3 separate regions of the Zea mays genome follow, and regions 1 and 2 are each linked to region 3. The links are chromatin contacts, called in public Hi-C maps. All regions are on one chromosome and are shown on one strand. Each heading gives the region's core, a stretch centred on a gene start, on an enhancer-like site or on the middle of the called end of the contact. The rest is flanking DNA. Distances are from core to core; before and after follow the strand shown. Region 1 has its middle 19 kb from the start of LOC103638758. Region 2 holds the start of LOC100283030 (Amino acid transporter-like protein). Region 3 has its middle 16 kb from the start of LOC100284102.

Region 1 (2,734 bases), core at 183-2,682, 140 kb before region 3:
TTAAACAGATGGAAAATAACATAATGAACATTTTGCAATTTGAACCATCCACTTTGGAGTTCATATGACAAAGTAATGAATTTTGGAAGTTTTAGAACTCAAAACCCCTAATTTATACCCATTTATGTGATTAAAATAAAGTCCAGGGGTCTCTCTGCAAGAAACCAGGGGCTCAGGCGAAAGAAACAAGGACGACGGGTTTATTTCTAAGAAGCTGGGGTCTCTTTAACAAAATGACCAGGCGAAGGGGTATCAGGTGTTCTCGGCCATCTGATTGCAGATCAACGGCCGAGAACAGATCCACGAGCGAGCGTGCGGGCGCGCGCGCACTGATAGGTGAGCCAGGGCGGTCAGCGACTCGGGGGTGAGGACGGGTTGATCTGTCGGACCTAGCACCTGGGGCGCAGCGCGACCGACAAGCAGGGCCCAGAGGTAGGGGCGCCAACACGAACCGGTATCCAGAGATCCGTAAGCAAAAAGATTTGTCAGCACAACAATTACAGACTATTCCGGTCACCTGGCCCTTCGCATGATGGGGGCTAGACATGATCGGGCCATTCAATAAAGCTCAGAGAGGATATACACACGTGTTGGTAGCTATTGACTAGTTTACAAAATGGATAGAGTACAAGACAATAGCCACTCTGGCCTTGACCAAGGTGGTAGAGTTCATCCAGGAGATTATCTTTAGGGGTGGGATACCCAACAACATCATCACAAATCTGGGTTCAAACTTCACCGGTGCTTAATTCTTCGACTTCTTTGAACAAAAGTGCATCTAAATCAATTATGCTTCGGTAGCACATGTAATACCCAAAAATGTAAAATGGAAACATAGTTGGATTACATATATGTTGTTACATCTATTTATTATCACATGTGAATAATCACATCAAAAGGGCATTAATTAATTAATGACACCAAAAACAATATGTGCATCATGCTGGGTTTTCATTTTGTGTGCATTTTCTGACAATATAAAAATAATATAAAAAGAAATATAATAATGTCCAAATTGGAATTTGAGATCTAAAAGAAATTTTAGAATTTGAGAAAAGAGAAGGAGATACTAAACAAATGAGGTAAAATAAAATATATAAATAAGAATATATTTCTTTACTCTAAAATTTGAATTGGTACACTTTGATCATTGATGAATCTCTTAACCAAATTTAAGTTCAAATTTGAATTCTAAAAACAAAAAGGGAAAAGAAAATAGAAAAAGAAAAAGAGAAGGGAAGTTTACCTGGGCCCTGGGCGCCAATTCGGCCCACTTCTAACTTCATCGCGCAGCCCAACTAGCAGAAATGTGCGCCGACATGCGGGCCCCACGCTATCAGCGGCAAAACACGTCGCCTGTGATACGTACTGTGATGCTGACATGCGGGTCCAGCCCATCATCCTCACCCACGCCGCACGCCACGCCCACGTTGCGTCTGTGTTGGCTCGCTGTGCGATGGGACCCACCCACCATAGTTAGACCTGTGCGCCTGTGTCTTCCCCCCTTTCTCGCAACGGATGGCACAGATATCGCCGCCATGGCCAGGATCGTGGGCGACCTCCCTCTCTCTCCGAACTGGGACCCCGGGGAATAAATGGGCGCTCCCGTGACCCATTCCTCCCCCAGCTATCTTCTCGCCCACTTGCGCTCGTATTTCGGTGAAACCCATTGCTGCTACCGCGTCGCAAGCTCGGGTCTGGACCGCCGCCGTCGACCGAGTGCCACGCAGCTGCTGTGGCCTGGGAATACCACTCTGGGGGTTCGCCTTATTGTACCGCTTGTGTGCGACCATCTCAGGAGGGCAGAGATCGGCTGATCGTGCCGCAATTTCTCGCCGACGACCACGTTTCCTCGTGGCCCCACCGTACACCATGGTCGGCGTCACCGAGACATCAATCACCAGTAATAAGCCTACCCTGTCCTCGTTATGCCTTCCACATTATTTAGCTAAGCCGAATTAGAAAACGGGCGCGAGAATGCAGGGATTAGCTCCGCCGGTCATGGCGCACCGCCGTGGGGTGGCCATCAGCAGAGGGGATGAGCTCGTGGTCGTTGATCTTCTGCGCAATGGCCGAGATTAGACAATCATGTACCCGTTCGCATGATTGAATCGTGACCGTAGATCTGCGATCCCTGGGCTCGGATTAGATCTGGCCTCATTAAATCGTGACCGTAGATCTCTGATCCGGTGGCCTACGCAACGTACCGCTTTGCCCCTGTTGGTGATTTAATCTGAACGCTCGGTTCCTAATCCGACGGCCCAGATCCGTAGATACCCCTTCGGCCTCGGCAATTTTATTAAAGAACCCATGGGTTTATTGAGTATCAACCTGCAATCCACAGGACTGTTCACTGAGTCTTAGGAAGCTTGCGCAGAGGCCCCTGCCCTTCTCGAGAATTATGCGCGCAGACCAGGGAGTTGGTAAATCAGAGAAATTGATTTGAAAATAGATTTTTAATGTAAAAATAAATGCTAGAACTTGTTTAATTCATATAAAGTTCATACTTAGTCCAAATTGATCCATTCCAGTTTCTATAATTTTGTAATATTATTGTTTATCAAATAGTGCCACTATTTTGACATGAAAGCCACATTAAAATTGATATCTTAATTAATCATGTACAAGGCACATAGAATCTTTGGAAATCCATAACTTAAAATCCATAACTCCAAAATTAATTATTCTTGTTCCTATGATCTTATTTTAATATGTAGATTATTAATATGTATTT
Region 2 (3,027 bases), core at 187-2,686, 180 kb before region 3:
GCTGAATGAATAAAAAGTATACTGGGATAACTACTCATACCGAGTCATTTTAGTGTGCATCTCAAATTTTCAAAAATAAGATTAGATGTAGAGTGCTGAGTTTAAGAGTACCAATGATAATCATGTAAACAATTAGCACGCCAACATTGTTTATGATGACGGAGGCCTGCAGCGCAATTCTCCCCCACTGCCCGAAAACCTCGCCCATCAGCCACCCATATGATGTAATCTTGCCCTGGTGGCTGCACCTTACAAGCATGTCGATGGATGCCTCTGTGAGCAGTGCCACAAGGATGATCAACAGAATCCCCGGGATGATGCCCAGCATCTTGATACTTGCTGGAAGAGCCATAATTCCAGCCCCAACTATGGTGGTCGACAGATTGAAAACTGCCCCAGAGAATGAAGCTCCATTGAACTCATGAAACCCCTCGTCCTCCTCCACCTTGACTGGAAGAAGTGGTGTGGTCTCATCTCGTATTTCCTTATGCACCGGTTGCTGGTTCCCATTTGAAGATCCATCTCCAATCCCCATTTTTCTGTCCTCCTGGATGTGAAAATTTTTAAGTCAGAAACTTGGTGCAATAAATCACTGATTTGAATAGCCAGTTACAATTGTTTTCTTACTAGAATATTACTATGATGAGATCTAGGTTGCCTTGAGTTATGCACTCTCTATTTTGATTTCCATTTCTATATATTGTTTACTCAGAACAAACCTTCTCATACATGTAATTATGTATGAACAGTGCCTTAAAGCAATGAAATATATAGATCCATTATATGAACAAAACAATCCGATAACACGTCTTCCATTCATAGTCAAACAGTATGCACACAAAAAAACTTCCTGAAACAAAAGTAAGAGGACAGCCAAAGCAAAGGGCCTAATAACAAATCTTAAGGGTACAGGATCGTCTTGGTGTAGATACTAGTTAAGTAGGTCGGCTAAAGCACGCCCAAAATTCATTTTTCCAACACAATTCACATCAACAAACAACTACTCTATGAAACAATACAACATTGCAGATAGCACATAACTCAACAACTCAAACTCAAATGAACAACTTTCATCTACTTAAATTGGCCTCAGAAAAGCCTCGTACAGCCACAAAATCCCGAGAAATGAACTCTCAAATTACCCAATCCTACCCAAGCAAGAATCCTCTCTTCCAAAACAAAACCACAAGGCAAGGAAGACGGGAAAAGAGCCGAGAGCACGCACTTTCCCACAATTCACCTTCCTCTGTCGGTCTGTCCCCAGCCGGATCTCAATCTCGCAAAAGCTAAGAACTTGTGGATGGGAGGACTCTCGCCCTCTCCAGTCTCCGCGCCCAGCGCAAGGGCCCCGTCGCTTTATAGCCAGAAAATGCAGAGCTGCAACCAGGTGATGCAAGCAGACCGACCAAACATTGGATCCAACCAAATCCCCTCACTGTCACGCGCTACAGTTCATCGCCTGCCCACAGCTGTTTCTCCCCGTCGATGTCGACGCAAGAGCCGACTTTGCCTGGCCCACTCCCTTTGGAATCTGGCGAGGGCGAGGTGGTGCTCGTATCATTCAAACCATTATTTTGTATTGTTTTATAAATATTGTATTGTTTTATAAAGATAAGTAAGCTTCTGAAAATCTGATTGGATCATTGACCAGTGAGAGAAGAAAACGAACATGGTCAATCCAAATAACTCCTCCAATGTTTTTATTTTTACATTGAAAGTTTCCTTTGAGGGAAAACGGATCTGATACCCCTAAGGGCCCGTTCGGTTGTTATGGAACGGAGTACCGGAACTATTCCGAACCGGATTACTTCTCTAATTTGTTTAAGTTTTGATCAATAGGAACAATTCTTGGTGCGTTCCTGCAGAAACGAACAGACCCTAAAGGGAGGTGAATAGTCCAATATAAAGTTAATCCAAAAACTAGAATTTTCTTACTCTACTCAAAGTATAGATCACACCGAAATGAAGATCAGCTCGATTAAATCGTAGCGAAATACCAGTCTCTATCTCAAAAGATCTTGCAATTCAAGAATAGTGTATATCAAAGATAAGTAGAGAAGTACAAATAAGAAATCAAACAAGAGACAAGTGACTTATCCTGTGGTTCGACCAAGCCTGAAATGATTGTATACATCTACATTGGAGTTAGCTAACTTGTCTTGGAATCTATTTCAACTTCTTCCTCTGGTTGCTCAGGTTTGTCACTAGGTGACAAATTGAGTTTTCCACTATATCGATGAGGGTTACAATATAGTCGTGGCTATTTGAAAGTCGCCTAGAGGGGGGTGAATAGGCAAATCTGAAATTTATAGAGTTTAAGCACAACTATAAGCCGGGGTTAGCGTTAGAAATATAATCGAGTCCGAAAGAGAGGGCAAAAACAAATCACAAGCGAATAAGAACGCATGACACGGTGATTTGTTTTACCGAGGTTCGGTTCTTGCAAACCTACTCCCCGTTGAGGTGGTCACAAAGACCGGGTCTCTTTCAATCCTTTCCCTCTCTCAAACGGTCACTTAGACCGAGTGAGCTTCCTTCCTTGATTTCCCGGGTCACTTAGACCCCGCAAGGACCACCACACAATTGGTGTATCTTGCTTTGCTTACAAGGCTTTGAGAGTAAGAATAAGAGAAAAAAGAAAGCGAACCAAGCAACAAGAACAACAAAAGAACACAAGTCGATCTCCTCACAAGTCCTAAAAACTAGAGTTGAATTGTGGACTTTGATTTGATCGGAGGCTTTGATTTGTGTCTTGGAGTGTTGTGTATTGCTGTTGTATTGAATGAGGAGTAGTGAATGCTTGGGTGCCTTAAAGAGTGGTGGTTGGGGGGATTTATAGCCCCAACCACCAAAATGGTCGTTGGGGAACTCTGCTGTCGACGGGCGCACCAGACAGTCTGGTGCGCCACCGGACACTATCGGATGCGCCAGCCACGTCACCCAACCGTTATAGTTCGACCGTTGGAGCTTCTGACATGTGGGCCACCGGACAATCCGATGGTGCACAGGACATGTCCTGTTCACTGT
Region 3 (3,015 bases), core at 495-2,994:
GCGGAGCTAGCCAGATGGGACACCGGTCTTGTTCCCTGCGGCCCGAGTCAGCTCGGGGTAGGGTGATGATGGCGCCTCCTGTTGACGTGGCTGGCCTGCGCCCTAGGTTGGGCGATGTGGAGGCTCCTCCGAAGCCGAGGTCGAGTCTGTCTTCCATGGCCGAGGCCGAGTCCGAGCCCCTGGGTCGGGCGAGGCGGAGGTCGTCGGCAGAGGCCGGGGCGGAGTCCGAGCCCTAGGGTCGGGCGAAGCGGAGTTCGTCGTCTTCTAGGGCTGAGCCCGAGTCCGAGCCCTGGGTCGGGCGGAGCGGAGTTCGCCGTCTTCTGGGGCTGAGCCCGAGTCCGAGCCCTGGGTCGGGCGGAGCGGAGTTCGCCGTCTTCCGGGACTTAGCCCGAGTCCGAGCCCTGGGTCGGGCGGAGCGGAGTTCGCCGTCTTCCGGGACTTAGCCCGAGTCCGAGCCCTGGGTCGGGCGGAGCGGAGTTTCCTATGGTGCCTTTGGCAGGGCCTGAGTGCCTGTCAGTCTCACTCTGTCAAGTGGCACTGCAGTCGGAGTGGCGCAGGCGGCGCTGTCCTTCTGTCAGGCCGGTCAGTGGAGCGGTGAAGTGACGGCGGTCACTTCGGGTCTGCCGGGGGGCGCGCGTCAGGATAAAGGTGTCAGGCCACCTTTGCGTTAAATGCTCCTGCGATTTGGTCGGTCGGTGCGGCGATTTAGTCAGGGTTGCTTCTTAGCGAAGGCAGGGCCTCGGGCGAGCCGGAAATATGTTCGCCGTCGGAGGAGGGCCTCGGGCGAGACGGAAATCCTCCGGGGTCGGCTGCCCTTGTCCGAGGCTAGGCTCGGGCGAGGCGTGATCGAGTCGCTCGAATGGACCGATCCCTGACTTAATCGCACCCATCAGGCCTTAGCAGCTTTATGCTGATGGGGGTTAACAGCTGAGAATTAGGAGTCTTGAGGGTACCCCTAATTATGGTCCCCGACAATGCATGTAATTTATTTCCTTTCATTGCACATTATTTTCATCATAAATTCATGTGCATGCAGCTGGTAACAGATTTTTACGCATTATACCGAATTGCATAATTATCTACACAATGTAGCATATTTAGTAGCAGTATATATCATAAAATGGTCCTTATGATTCTAGCTGTATGGTTGTTGCAGCGATCGTAAATTTATGGAAAAAATAAAGTATTTAAAAATAAAACCCGCCACACATATTTTTCCTAAATTTACGCGTATACAAGGAGACGTGTTTGACTCATGCATGCATTTTCTTTTTTTGCGCGCACAGACGTGGGCACGAGTGATGCAACCGACAGACTGATCCAGTCGGTGCGCTAGGTTGAACCAGGTTGCAGGAGTGATCGATCTGGACTTCATTTAACTATTAAAAGTCTAAGACCCGGTTATATCTACCTATATATATATATACTCGGGGTAGGTGCCTACCGGGGTCCTAGGATCAAATCCCAACAAACTCGGCGGTTATGGTAGTTCGTAACAAATTTCTGTTGTGCCAGCCCCGGGTTCGCGGCGAGAAGATGCACAGGAACGTGAGCCTATCATCGGGGTCCCACACGATGGTGAACGATCTCTTGTGAACGGCGGCTGACAACACGACCCCACGCTCCATGACCGAGCGAACGAACACGAGAGCTAGGATCCGAACGGCTGGTGGCTGATGCCGGCTCCGTGTCACGCCGACATGGGTACGAGCGCACGATTGGGCGTCTGCGCCCGCAGCGCCCACCCGCTCGACGTGCATTGGCGCATGTCCTGGTAGTTGTGACCGGGACACACCCGTGTGGGCCACGAAGCAAGGCTGGCTGTCACATTTTGGAGTGGGCCGTCGCACGTGGGAGTAGTGAGAGGATAACTGGGCTGACGGCGAGAGCAGAGCTAAAATGGGCTGAAGTGAGGAGAGTTGGGCCAAGCGCTGGTTTCTCCTTTTTTTCATTCCTATTTCTCTTTCTTTCCTGTGTTCAATGTCGTACTTCAAGTTTCCAAATTCAACTGGGTTTTGATATTTAAATTCAAACCACATGCACAACTCAAAGCCCGACATGACGCAAGTACATATTTTATTTACTTACTTATTTTTTTTATTTAAATAAATGCTTTTTATAATACATAATTCATAAAAAGGCCAAATAATTAATGAAGATTTATTCCATTACTTATTTTCTGAGTTTCAAAAAAAACTAAAATTGAACATTCAAAGATTAACATTACCATTTATTTGTTTTAGGAAAATAGTTTTTAAAGGTAAGAATATTTTATTAAAAGACATTTTGGTTTAGATCATTTGAAAAGTTTCACTAAATTCCAGAATAGGATTTCAGGGTGTTACATCGGGCAGGGAGATTGAGCGCTCGACCCGGGGAGGCTAAGACCAGATGACCGAGTCATGCGCTGATACCTCGGACAGGGAGGTTGGGCGTACCCGAAGTGCTAGATATTCGGAGACAACTCAGGTTAAGGGCAACTGAATGTCAGATAAGCGTAAATGCATGCTGCGTTAAAAGGAGGATTTAGGTAGAGTTGTATGGCGATCACGACTTGTAAAGGGATAAACCTCTAGTCATCTATATAAGGACGAGGGGTACCCCAACGAATCCATCTCTCATCACATCTCATCTTGTCACCACCTCATAGCCCATTAGCCCTCTCAGAGCAACCACGCCGCCACTAGATCAACAGAACTCACTCTCCATCGCCCACGTCTCATTTATAACTCGAGTACACCAGTGATACTCAAAATACTCAGCCTCGGCAGGAAGTAGGGTGTTACACATTCTAGCGGCTCGAACCTATATAAACCCTTGTGTGATCCGACGTGCATCGACACGAACCATCAAGTCGCAATCAACGACGTCGTCCTGCCCAAAAGCATCACGTGGGTAACCCCGTGGTGAGCAGTCGGGTCATTAACACCGACAACCGCGTACTGTGAACTATACATATTCAAACGTCGGGTTGAATCGAGTTCGGGTCGAGTCAAGGTCGGGTCGTAGACGGGG

Evidence for each region. A called contact is a pair of places that touch in the nucleus more often than the background predicts.
Region 1: a contact with region 3 is called in a Hi-C map of tassel, with 2.8 times the contacts expected there. The contact joins two enhancer-like sites. A contact is called at or near these places in 3 of 25 Hi-C or Micro-C datasets (endosperm, leaf and tassel).
Region 2: a contact with region 3 is called in a Hi-C map of ear, with 3 times the contacts expected there. The contact joins the promoter of LOC100283030 here to the enhancer-like site in region 3. A contact is called at or near these places in 4 of 25 Hi-C or Micro-C datasets (ear, leaf and tassel).

What each region holds. Positions count from the first base shown.
Region 1 is chr9:102,895,074-102,897,807 of Zm-B73-REFERENCE-NAM-5.0, forward strand. No RefSeq gene overlaps it. Among protein-coding and RNA genes, the nearest start is that of LOC103638758, 19 kb to the right of the region's middle. Within about 2 kb of position 1,433, at least 18 of the 20 cell types and tissues checked have an H3K27ac peak or open chromatin away from gene starts, as enhancers often do. A contact at or near this core is called in leaf and tassel, where this site is marked.
Region 2 is chr9:102,853,953-102,856,979 of Zm-B73-REFERENCE-NAM-5.0, forward strand. LOC100283030 (Amino acid transporter-like protein) reads right to left here and starts at 1,437. Exons shown (of 6, transcript NM_001155932.2): 1 at 1,226-1,437; 2 at 112-547. The coding sequence starts at 535.
Region 3 is chr9:103,034,172-103,037,186 of Zm-B73-REFERENCE-NAM-5.0, forward strand. No RefSeq gene overlaps it. Among protein-coding and RNA genes, the nearest start is that of LOC100284102, 16 kb to the right of the region's middle. Within about 2 kb of position 1,745, at least 18 of the 20 cell types and tissues checked have an H3K27ac peak or open chromatin away from gene starts, as enhancers often do. A contact at or near this core is called in ear, leaf and tassel, where this site is marked.